Linked DNA regions of Sus scrofa: regions 2, 3 and 4 are each linked to region 1. A link is a contact called in public Hi-C, HiChIP or PLAC-seq and promoter capture Hi-C data. All regions are on one chromosome and are shown on one strand. Each heading gives the region's core, a stretch centred on a gene start, on an enhancer-like site or on the middle of the called end of the contact. The rest is flanking DNA. Distances are from core to core; before and after follow the strand shown. Region 1 holds the start of CLK4 (dual specificity protein kinase CLK4). Region 2 holds the start of NHP2 (H/ACA ribonucleoprotein complex subunit 2). Region 3 holds the start of PHYKPL (5-phosphohydroxy-L-lysine phospho-lyase). Region 4 holds the start of HNRNPAB (heterogeneous nuclear ribonucleoprotein A/B).

Region 1 (2,700 bases), core at 156-2,655:
TTGGGAGAGCCAAAGGTTTTTATTTCTCTAGCTAAGTTCACTACTTTTAATTCAACTGTTAGGAAGTCCCCTGTGCGTCCTCTGCCCCCCTCCCCCAACTAATAATGCTCAGAAATATTACCTCAGGAGACCAAGAGAAAAATCCCAAACCCTGGTTACACAGACAAGGTTCTTTCGCATACACAAAAAAGAAAATCTAGAATTGTTACACCATCTCTAATTAATAAAGAATCCTACATGTTATAATCACCAGACATACTTCAATAAAAACAGCAGATAGAATAAATCTACGGGTTTATATCCATCTTAGGAATCTGATTCTCTACTGCCCTTTAACACTCTATATTATTGATTTAAGTGAGCATTCTGATTGACATATCTTATGCGGACAATTTTATGCACTCTCTCTATATTTAATGTGGCTAGAAATATCACAATTAGATGGATCCAAGAGGACTGCATTTAATAAATAACAAGAAGCCGAAGCCTGTGGCTGTATGTATGGAACACAATCACACAAACATAGCTATAAAATAGGACCAGGTGGTTGACCCAGGCAGTTTTGAATGCTGTTTCTTAAGGCTCAGACAAGCATATAGCGGTTGCTTAAGGATCAAGGACAGCAAGCTATACAAGTATCAGAAATACAGATCTGCCGCACAAGGGTAAGCTCCACCTTAGGAAAAATACAGTTCCGCACAAAGGATGAGCCTCTCAGTATTTCTGCCTCTCCCGTGCTCATTTCCACCATCCTGGACTTGCAGACTTGCAGTTCCTCGGACGCCCGGTCGCCGACCCCCGCCTACCCGCCCAGGGCCTTTGGCTCACTCACAGACAGGGACAGATATGCGACTCCGGAAAACACCCAAATGCTACCGGCGACCGAGACCAGGCACAGAGGGGAGCGCTGGGTCTACCACAACACAACCCCCCGCGGCTCTCGAAGGGCCTCCCGACAGGTCCTCGCTGTGGCCGACGGGAGGAGCAAAGGCCTCCGCAGCCTTGATGCGAGCAGCCTGAGCTCCCAGTGAAGAATAAGCAGCAGAGCCGAGGTCTTTCCGCCCTAGGACTTTAAATTTACCATGACATCTGGGCAACTTCAGGTTTTAAAAGCCACGAGCAGAGTTGTGCCGCGAAAGAACTCCGGTCGCCGAGGCCTTGAACCCGGTCGTTTTTCCGACACCTGGCTTTGACTCCTATAAGACTGGGAGGCCGCCCATCCCAGTACACCCCACCTGAAACGTTACCTCCGCAAAAGCAAAAGGCCTTTTGGCCGCGAAAGGCCGCCAAACCGCCGTCTTCTCTCTACAGGCGCTGCGACAAACACCCCACAAAATGGCGGCAGCGCCGTCTCCCTACAACCCCCCGGCAGCCTCTAGCACCACCTACAACCCGCGAACGCGCCTGCGTGACAGAGCTCGCGCGCTCCCGCCGCTCCCCCTAAAGGGCGGGGCTCCTGTGACGTCAGTGGCGGGCCCGGTCCGCCGCAACGCGTCTGCGCGGGGCAGGAGGTCCCCGCCCCGAAACCCGCCGGAGCTCAGGCGACGCCCTAGGTTGTTTTCGTTTTTGGAGTCTAGGTGAAAATTGGAGCGAGTGCCGGCGCACTGGCCTCAGCTGTGGCGTGTCTGTTCCTTCAGGAGAAGTTTTTGGGGTTTTTTTTTTGTCTTTTTGCCATTTTCTTGGGCCGTTCCCGCGGCATGTGGAGGTTCCCAGGCTAGGGATCTAATCGGAGCTGTGGTCACCAGCCTACGCCAGAGCCACAGCCACGCAGGATCCAAGCCGCGTCTGCAACCTACACCACATCTCAGGGCAACGCCGGATCGTTAACCCATTGAGCAAGGGCAGGGACCGAACCCGCAACCTCATGGTTCCTAGTTGGATTCGTTAACGACTGAGCCACGAGGGGAACTCCAGGACGAGTTATTTTGAAGGCAGCACCTCTAGGCAAAGCCAACAATGGCTCCTTTTTCTGCTCTTCAGCCTTTGGCACTTTGGCTGCCTGCCCTCCGCCTACCCAAGGACCTGAACTCTAGACACAGTCACCACAAGAGAGATAAGCCCCCAGACCCGCTCTGTGCCAGGCCCAGGTTGGCGCTGGGGGCAGTTCAGTGAACGAGATTGTGTAATTCAGTCGCTTGGAACTTCTGTCTAAAAATGGGCTCGAAGAGAATGTCTCGGGAAATAAGCTCAGGGGTGCTTATCTTTTTAAGGCCTGTGCACAACAATATCAAAAGAAATTTAAACTGGGACTCCTTTCAAGGTTTTTCCTGTTGTGCCTGGGCAGGATTTGGTAGCTGGAAGTTTCCCTAACAAAGGTTACCACATTATTTGTCCCTATGGGTCAGTTTTATTTAACCAAGGCAGAATAATGTCTGAGAGCTAGTAAGCCCCATTAAGGAGCTTGCTTACCTCAAGGTGTTTTGCAGTTTCTAAGAATCCCTAGTTTGCCGTTGTGAGCCTGTAGAGAGAGAAGAGAGAAAGCCAAAATCATTTCAAGGGACAGAGAGCCTGAGCAGGAATGACCAGAAGGAGAGGAGAGCCAAGAGTATGGTGTCAGAGCAAGCCTAAAGGAGGGAAAGCTTACAGTGCCAAATGCTAGGAAGGAGTCAGGAACTTTTCTGCTAGTACTGAAAAGTGTCAAGGGGATTTCACGTTCTGAAAAACAGTCAATAAAAAAAATCAGAAATCAAATATAGGAGG
Region 2 (2,700 bases), core at 67-2,566, 490 kb before region 1:
GGTTAGATCCCTGGCCTCTGCCCTTGCTCAGTGGGTTAAGGATCTGGCATTGCTGTGAGCTGTGGTGTAGGTCGCAGATGTGGCTGGGATCCCATGTTGCTGTGGCTGTGAGGTACGCCTGGGGATACAGCTCCGATTAAACCCCTAGCCTGGGAACCTCCATATGCCTTGGGTGCGGCCCTAAAAAGACAAAAAAAATAATAATAATAATAAGATAGAAACGTAAATAAGTTCCTGAATCTGACAAATGCCAAATAGGGAAGATGTAGGGTAATGAAGTCATTCTCACCGCACCCTGTACTTTTTTCCCTTCTGTAGTTGCCTATGACAAGTTGTAATCCTGTGTGGTTAATGTCACTATCTCCTCCTGTAGCAAGTGCCTGAAAAGGGGCAGACAGTAAATAGTGGCTGCATGAATGAAGCTGGGATCTACCTGAAGTGAGTTGGCTTATATGACTGGCTTCCCCTGGAATTCTCTTTCCCCATGGCCGTCCCTTAGAGCTCGTGCAAGTGATGTATTGACATCTGTGCTGAAAGGAATTTACCGACTAATCACCTGAATATCAGGGCAAGTCAGAGCACTTTTACCTACTAAGTAGGAGGGATACTTTCGTCATCGTTTAGAAATGCAAAACCGGGCAGTAGGGGGTTCTTACCCTTTTTCGCCTTTGTTGATAAATTTCTGAACCTCCTTCACCCCGCGCCGAATCTGCTTCTGCTTTACGGCTGCAACGACAGGGGAATCAGCCCCGGGGGCCTTGGGCCACCACCAGCGTCCCCACCCTGCCCGGCGTCCGCCGCATCTCTCTTTTCTAAAATTTTTATTTATTTTCTGAGGCTGTAGATTTTCTTTAAAAAGTTTTTTATTATAGTTGACTTACAATGTTCTGTCAACTACTGCTATATAGCAAAGTGATCCTGTTATATATTTATATACATTCCTTTTTTCCACATTATCCTCCAGCACAGGTGATTAGATATAGTTCCCTGTGCTATACAGCAGGATCTCATTGCTTATCCAATCCAAATGCAGTGGTTTGCATCTGCTAACCCCAAACTCCCAATCCATCCCACCACCGCACCTTTCTTGATGCATTTGTAGAGCTTCCGTGTCAGTTTGCGAGAAGCCAGGGGTTGCGCGATGGGGTTCAGATTCACCAGCAGTTCATGATAAGTGCGCTCCCCGCAGCACGCATCTGCCTGGGCCTCCGGCCCGTCGGGATCTGCCTTTATTTTGGTCATGGCAGCAACTCGGCAACCAAGTGCCCAAGAACCGAGTACACGCGGCCGGCGCTTCAGAAATCGCTTCCGGGTCATGCCCCTCTGAGGGAAGCAGTCAGTACACGACAGCCAATTAGGAACCCAGGTCCCAGACTCTGACCAATCACCGATGCTAAACTCGTTAAATATAGAGCGGGGGGCAGAGTCTCGGCGGTAGGGGCAGGACCATTCCCACAGCTGAGGCGGGGCGGATTAAGGCCGGAGTCCGAGGACCTCTGAGGGAGGGGGCGGAGCCCGGAGGGAGGCGGGGCCTGGAGGAGGAGAAGAGGGACTGGGACGGCTGCCTCGGCTCGTCTGGCTCGTCTGAGAGTTGCGCGTCAACCATACTGGAGACGAGGGGGCGGAGGCTGTACCTGTGGGGGGCGTGACCAAGTCTAAAAGGACGGATCCTAGCTTAAAGGGCGGGTTCTGCTACCAGAGGTCGGCCCAGTGTGATTCCACACCTCCTTAGAATCTGATCCCTCCAATGGGCAGTGCCGAGCCTGGTCAGGTCCCGGGTCCAGAGCCGGTCCTGGTGGCGTATACCCTAGGTACTAAGGTTAAAGTAAAGCCTTAACTTAATTGATAACGATTTCTTCGTTCTAGCACGATTTCTCACGCTCTGCTCTCTTTCCTGGTAAGGGATGGCCCCATTCATTGAGTGCCTCGATCTGGACCGCTTTTCCCCAGAGAGCCGGTGACTTTCTTTCCCGCCCTTCCCGCAGAGACCTGCTCAGGTGTTACCCATGTGGGAGATTTTCCTGACCACACTTAACCTAAAATTCCAGTCCTTGGGAGTTCCCTTGTAGCGTAGCTAGTTAAGGATCCAGTGTTGTCACTGTTGCTTCTGTGGCGCGGGTTCCGTCTCTGGCGGCGGGAACTTCCACTGGCATGGGAAAAAAAAAATTGCAGTTCAGGCTCACCTTGCATCGGCATCCCCTAACCCTCTGTTTTCCTCATCGTTCCTACCACTGCCTGGCATCACGCACAGGGGAGGCATTGCGGAGACAGCGGGAACTGCAGAAGAAGGCTTGAACACTGAAGCTGAGAAGTTGGGGCGTCGTGGGGAGAGCTCTGAGTAGGCACTCTGTGTGTAGTTATCTGTAGAGGATTAGTGGATGGTGCCGCTGGAGAGGCAAGCAGGCCTAGACCAGGGTGGATCTTGTACCTCTGCCTTATTTCTTGTGTCCTATTGGGTGGATATTAATTAGATCGTTGCTGTAAGTCAGTTGCCTTGATCATGCGGTGTTAGGCCCTCCATTTTTGTGGTGGTGGAACAGCCCAGAAAGTGGAAATTTTTTTTTTTTTTTCTTTTTAGTGCTTCACCCACTGCCTATGGAAGTTCCCAGATTAGGGGTTGTATCAGAGCGGTAGCCACAGGCCTACACCACAGCCACAGCAATGCCAGATCTGAGCAGCGTCTGTGACCTATACCACAGC
Region 3 (2,861 bases), core at 5-2,504, 410 kb before region 1:
GAAAGACTGGGCCTACTCAACAGATAGACTCGAACTAAGTTGAACCTGAGTTCTCTGTACCTCTCTACACCCTCAAGATAACCCCTGGGCCAGGTTCACAGCTTTGGTGTTCTGCCCCCACCAGCCTGAGATTTGATACCGACCATGGGCCACATTGTTGATGCAATCGATGTATTCTGCTCCCTCTTCATCGTACATGTACTGTCCTTGGCCTCGGACAATCTTAATAGGATCCTCAGGAAAAAAGAGTTTGCAGGAGTTGCTGTGGGGACAGGCAAGAGATGGACAGATATGTCTTAAGACCTAAAGGGAGAAATCCACACATTATAGCCACTCCCCCACTCCCAGTTTTTTGGAAATGACAAAAGCTTGAAGGGTCCCTGCCTCCAGTCCCCCCACTCCATAGGTGGCTGGAAAGGAGAAAAAGGGATGCGATAAGAAGTTGCTAAAACTTGGGAGTTCCCGTCGTGGCGCAGTGGTCGACTAATCTTACTAGGAACCATGAGGTTGCAGAGTTTGATCCCTGGCCTTGCTCAGTGGGTTAAAGATCCGGCATTGCCGTCAGCTGTGGTACGGTCGCAGACGCGGCTCGGATCCCGAGTTGCTGTGGCTCTGGCGTAGGCCGGCGTCTACAGCTCCGATTAGACCCCTAGCCTGGGAACCTCCATATGCCGCAGGAAGCGGCCCTAGAAAAGGCAAAAAGGCAAAAAGGCAAAAAAAAAAAAAAAAAAAGTTGCTAAAACTTAAAATGTTTAAGTCATCTGAAGGCTATCAGGCTTCATTCATTTCTGCATGTGCCCACTGAGTCCCTTGGGTCCCCGGAAAAGATGGCTGCCCGAGACCTACACAGGCTCCCTTAAGCAGTGTTTCTTTGCTGGGATGGGTGTGAGGAGGGCACCCCCATTAGGTGGCTGGCTCTTGGCCCTAAACAGTCCTTACCAGACAGCCTGCTGCCCTGCTGAGGGCTGGCCTCAAGCTCTAGCCCGAGGCTAACTCAGGCCCCAACCTCCCACGGAGAGCCCCTCAGACACAAGTCAAGGGTAGCCCTTCTCTAAGGCTGCCGGGGAACCAACCCCCACTCCCTTCTTCTGGATTTGTAGTTCCTTCTTAGGTCACTCTCGGGCTCTGTCCAGGTCGGGGGGTGGGCCACCACTGGACCAGATCCGCCTAGGAACCCGAAAGCAGCTGCGAGTGCTGAGAGGACGAGGCAGGCGCGGGAGGCGCGGGAGGCGCGGGAGGCGCGGGAGGCGCGGGAGGCGCGGGAGGCGCGGGAGGCGCGGGAGGCGCGGGAGGCGCGGGAGGCGCGGGAGGCGGCCGCCAGGAGTTGCTGCGCGCGCGCCCGCGCGGCGAGGGGTCCGGGGAGAGAAGAGTTGTGGGCCGGAAGACGCTTGGCCCTGTCGGGCGGGGCTGGGTCCGCGCCGTACATGCGTGCGCCGTGCGCGCGCGCGCCCCCTGCTCTCCCTCCCCGGTACCTGAGCAGCCGCCGCCTGAGGGCCAGAGTCGCGGCCTTCTCGCGCGGGTCCGCGGCCATGGCGTCCTCCGCAGTCGCGCGGAGACGCGGCGCCGCGGGGGGGAGGGGATCCGCGAGGCCACGCCCCGAGGCCACGCCCACTGCAGAACGGACGGGTCTCCGGGCTGCAGATCGCTTTGCAGTCCCGCCCTCAGCTGGTCCGTTTCACGTCTGTTCCTAATTTCATTCGACTAATGAGTCCGGTGGGCTCCTCGCCCCCGAGAAGCTCTTTAGACTTCGCCGCCAAGGAGCCAGGTTTTTGCTCGACTTGGCTAATGCTGACGCACCATGGGCCTCGCACTCCGGGCCCCTGCGGTTTCCCTCCCCAGGAAGGAAGGTTCCCCGGTGACCCCAGGGCTGCTTCTGCACCCGAGGGGGGGCTCTGAGCTTCCGCAGGCCTCACCTGGGTCCTCGAGGTCAGTCTCTCGGCCGCCTTCCCGGTGCATAAATTGGGATGCGCCGTGAGCATTCACCGGGAACGTGTGACAGGCACCCAGCCTAGTGCACAGCTGGGGCCTCAAAGACGGGGAAGCTCAGGAGAAGGACCCGGGACTTCCCAGCCCCGTGAGGAAGCGGCAGGAGGGCCCAGGGCCACTGCAGGGGCAGACTGAGGAGGTCTTGGGGCACATCCTCTGGGCCTCCTGATGGAATCCAGGCGGGGTAAGCACAAGATACAGGCACCCTAAGAGAACCTTACTGTGTTGAGGCAGGAGGAGAGTTAGGAAGCCTCCTGAGCCTTATACATGGCCTCGGACACACAGCAAGTGTTCAGCAGAGGTGGGACTCCCAACTCCAGGGAGAGGAAAATGCCCCTGAAGGACTGGGGAGCTGGGATAGCAGAGAGCTTTCCTTTCCTGGGACTTTGTGTCTTGGTCACCCTAGAACTAGGGTGTGTCGATGCAGGCCTGAGCTGGGTGGTCTGGGCAGGGGGAGGCTCCTGTGGACCCTCCTGTCACTTCTTCATGATTCTTAGCCCTCTGCTTTGCTCCCTCATTGCTGATTTCTTCATCTTTCCCCCGTGCCCCTGTAAAATGCTTAAGGCAGTTATTAAAGAAATTTGGAGTCTCTTTATTGTGGTAACATATACATAATGTAAAATTTACCATTTTAACATTTTAAAGTGTACAAGTTCAGTGGCATTAAGTACATTCACGTGCACCCATCAACCACCATCCATCTCCAGAACGTTTTCATCTTTGCAAACTGAATGGAGTTTCTTTTAACTGTAAAGCTGAATTGAACCTTAGGTATGACTCATGGGAAAAACTTCCTTCCAAATGAACCAAGGGAAGTTGCTTGTGGCCTGTACTTCTTTTCTGAGGGTCAAGCTCCCCTTCCCTGCTGTGAAATG
Region 4 (2,884 bases), core at 251-2,750, 460 kb before region 1:
ATCTAGGGGTGGGTGCCCCAGTTCTAGGTGGTTGATATCTTGGGGGAAATGCAGTGTTGTGTGGCCAAATCCTCAGATTTTCTGAAAATTATTTTTTCCAAAGATAAAATCATCACATTTTACATTCTCAAGGCAACGCCACGGGCTGGATGGATTGCGGAGTGAGCCTCGGGCCAGGGCTCTGGGTTTGTTATCTCATTTATAAATTTGTAATGGTACCACCTTCCATACGGTTGTTAGGAGGTCAAAAGAGGAAATAAAACGCCCAGCCCACCACACTGGGCCTGGCAGCAGGACTCCAGTGGGAAACGTCAGCTACTAGTGTTCTGCTGTTATTTGGTAATCCCCAGGCTTTAGAGGTTTTAATCCTGGTTTATTTGGGGCCTGTCACCCATTTGATTAAAAGGAATCACGGGATAACGTAGGGCTTTCAAGCCCGGTGGTCAACTAGATCAATATTGAGGGGTTTTGTATATCAGAAAAAAGAACTATTTTTCCCTTCCCTCAAACTTCAAGATTTCACGGAAGCGGTTTACTTTTCTTAAAAATAGATTAGAGCAAAAATAAATGAATTAAATGAAAGATTTTAAGTAATCAAAAGTAAAAATGCGATACTAGTCGTGAAAGTGTTGCCAAGGGGATCCTCGTGGTCCCACGGTTTCTCCCGCCGGGACGTGGGGCGGAGCACTAATGGCTACAGACACCTAGCGGACTCCGCCCCCTCCCGGCTTCTAGCCTCCGGGGGAGGCGGCAGAAAGGGCCAGAGATCGTGGCTTTGAAGGCACCAAGGTCAAGGGAGCGGGCGGGCCCCGTCGCAATTTTTCAGAGCCATGCGGAGGGCCTTGGAGGACCGAATGCGCCTAATCTCGGAAGGCTGGATTCCGCCAATTCCAGCCGGGCAACCTTGGTTTCCGAGGCTTCCTCGAGACCAGTTTCCTCTTTTGGGAAATGGAGTGGCCGAGGCGGCCAACTTTGGGATTGGGTACCGGGGACGAGAGACTACGGCCTCAAAGGGCGGAGCGTCAGTCTCCGACCTCTCCGCCTCCGGGCTCGGGCTGCCCGCCCCTAGAGACAGGGCCGTCCGGCCAGCGGACCCCGAGATCCTTAGCAAGGCCTCGGCTCGCGCGGATTCTAAAATGAGGACAAAGCCCGCCCGAATCTAGCGTGCGCGCGGCGCCGCGGCCAACGGGACGCCGGCGCCGGGCTGAGTGACGAGCCGCCGAAGCCAATGAGCATGCGCCTTGTTGCGAGGTGGCCCCGGCTCCGGCATTATAAAGAGCGCCACGAGTCGGCATTGTCAGGCGGCGGCACCGCGCGGGCCCGGGCGAGATTATCCGTCTGAGGATTCTGTTCGGCGTCTCCGGTAGCCGAGGAGAAGGGCGCGCGATCGCGGAGGCTCCGTCGGTAGACGGGGGAGAGGCCCGGCAGCGCGAGTGTGAGCGCGGCCGAGCCCGCGGCGCCTTCTCGGCGGGTGAGGACAAGCGGGCCCCGCGGCGTCATCGGCGGCGAGGTGAGCGGCCGGGCCTGCGGGCGGCGGGCGGGAGTCCGGGCATGAGCCGTGCGGGCCTGACGCGCTGTGTCTGTATGTGGCCGCTTGTTGCAGGAGCCGCGTGCCTCGGCCTAACATGTCGGAAGCGGGTGAAGAGCAGCCCATGGAGACCACGGGCGCCACCGAGAACGGACACGAGGCCGCCCCCGAAGGCGAGTCGCCGGCCGGGACCGGCACCGGCACCGGCACCGGCACCGGCACCAGCACCAGCAGCGGCGCCGCAGCGGGCTCTGGAGGCGGGACCGCGGCGCCCCCGGCCGGCAACCAGAACGGCGCCGAGGGCGACCAGATCAACGCCAGCAAGAACGAAGAGGACGCGGGGTAGGTGCGGCCACGGGCCGACGGGGGCGCCGCCTTTGTTCCGGGGCCGCCTTTTGTTGGAGCCATGCGGCGGGGGGAGGGGCGGGCGGCCGGGGCCTGCTCGCGGCCCGCAAACCAGCAACTCCGCGCCGCCCGCCGCTGCGCGCGCGGGAGTTTGAGGGAGTTTGTTGGGTCGACTTTGGCGCCGCCCTGGGGCCGCTGGCGCGGGGCCGGGGCCGGGCGGCCCGGAAGGGGAGTGCGCTCGGACCCGGGGCCGGCGGGTCGCGGGCTGCCGGGGCTGCGTGGGCGGAGTTGGCGCGCGCCCTGGCCTCCCTCCTCCGCCTCCTGCCGAGGGCGGAGTCACAGCCTGAACGCGGACTCGGCCCGGAAGCCTTGAGTTCCTTGAGAGCCAGTGCTCGGAGGTGGTGGAGAGTGGCAGGGACTGTAGCGTTTTGATACGTGGTTGTTGGGTTGGGTTCCTTCCAGTTGTGGTGCTCAGGGTCTAGCTCTCTGGTCAGGTTGTGCTTCCTTCCCCCACCAGCCCTGGGGGGTGCGGAGTCGTTAGGGTCAAGATTGGGTTTTGAAGGGTAGCAGAGGTTTATTAACCTCCAGAGGTAGAACCTTTGCGGCCTCTTAGGGGTGGACCTTTGCTCAGGTTGGTGGTTTTATTTATAATTACGTCAGTGAAAGCTTTTCTAGGACCAATTCTTCTAAAATCACAGCTTTCTCATAAGGCTTGTTGCCGTGTGTCTTACCCCACCATTTCAGAAAAATGTTCGTTGGTGGCCTGAGCTGGGATACCAGCAAAAAGGACCTAAAGGATTATTTTACCAAATTTGGAGAGGTCGTTGACTGTACAATAAAAATGGATCCCAACACTGGCCGGTCAAGAGGGTTTGGGTTTATCCTCTTCAAAGATGCAGCCAGTGTGGAGAAGGTAAGTTGGGTATTGTATAATCAGGAGTCTCAGTGTATTCTAAGATTATGCCACCATTCTTAGTCTATGACTGGTTTATGTGTTCTGCACATGGTTGA

Evidence for each region. Promoter capture Hi-C pulls out the DNA fragments that hold promoters and counts their contacts. A called contact is a pair of places that touch in the nucleus more often than the background predicts. HiChIP or PLAC-seq counts read pairs in DNA pulled down with a chosen protein or histone mark.
Region 2: a Hi-C map of liver shows a contact between it and region 1, with 4 times the contacts expected there. The contact joins the promoter of NHP2 here to the promoter of CLK4 in region 1. A contact is called at or near these places in 1 of 5 promoter capture datasets (liver), 1 of 47 Hi-C or Micro-C datasets (liver) and 1 of 2 datasets of contacts at active chromatin or transcription factors (alveolar macrophages).
Region 3: a contact with region 1 is called in an H3K27ac HiChIP or PLAC-seq map of alveolar macrophages. The contact joins the promoter of PHYKPL here to the promoter of CLK4 in region 1. A contact is called at or near these places in 1 of 47 Hi-C or Micro-C datasets (embryonic fibroblasts) and 2 of 2 datasets of contacts at active chromatin or transcription factors (alveolar macrophages and skeletal muscle).
Region 4: a contact with region 1 is called in a promoter capture Hi-C map of liver, with 5 times the contacts expected there. The contact joins the promoter of HNRNPAB here to the promoter of CLK4 in region 1. A contact is called at or near these places in 1 of 5 promoter capture datasets (liver), 1 of 47 Hi-C or Micro-C datasets (liver) and 1 of 2 datasets of contacts at active chromatin or transcription factors (alveolar macrophages).

Annotation. Positions count from the first base shown.
Region 1 is chr2:79,728,165-79,730,864 of Sscrofa11.1, reverse strand. It overlaps CLK4 (dual specificity protein kinase CLK4), which reads right to left and starts at 1,405. Exons shown (of 13, transcript XM_021084353.1): 1 at 1,248-1,405. It also overlaps the pseudogene LOC106507310.
Region 2 is chr2:80,222,055-80,224,754 of Sscrofa11.1, reverse strand. It overlaps NHP2 (H/ACA ribonucleoprotein complex subunit 2), which reads right to left and starts at 1,316. Exons shown (of 4, transcript XM_003123671.4): 1 at 1,083-1,316; 2 at 657-726. The coding sequence starts at 1,242.
Region 3 is chr2:80,140,993-80,143,853 of Sscrofa11.1, reverse strand. It overlaps PHYKPL (5-phosphohydroxy-L-lysine phospho-lyase), which reads right to left and starts at 1,254. Exons shown (of 14, transcript XR_002341728.1): 1 at 1,074-1,254; 2 at 144-262. COL23A1 (collagen alpha-1(XXIII) chain) reads right to left here. Exons shown (of 27, transcript XM_021084365.1): 27 at 2,558-2,861.
Region 4 is chr2:80,192,542-80,195,425 of Sscrofa11.1, reverse strand. HNRNPAB (heterogeneous nuclear ribonucleoprotein A/B) reads left to right here and starts at 1,500. Exons shown (of 7, transcript NM_001112695.1): 1 at 1,500-1,510; 2 at 1,604-1,870; 3 at 2,618-2,786. The coding sequence starts at 1,626.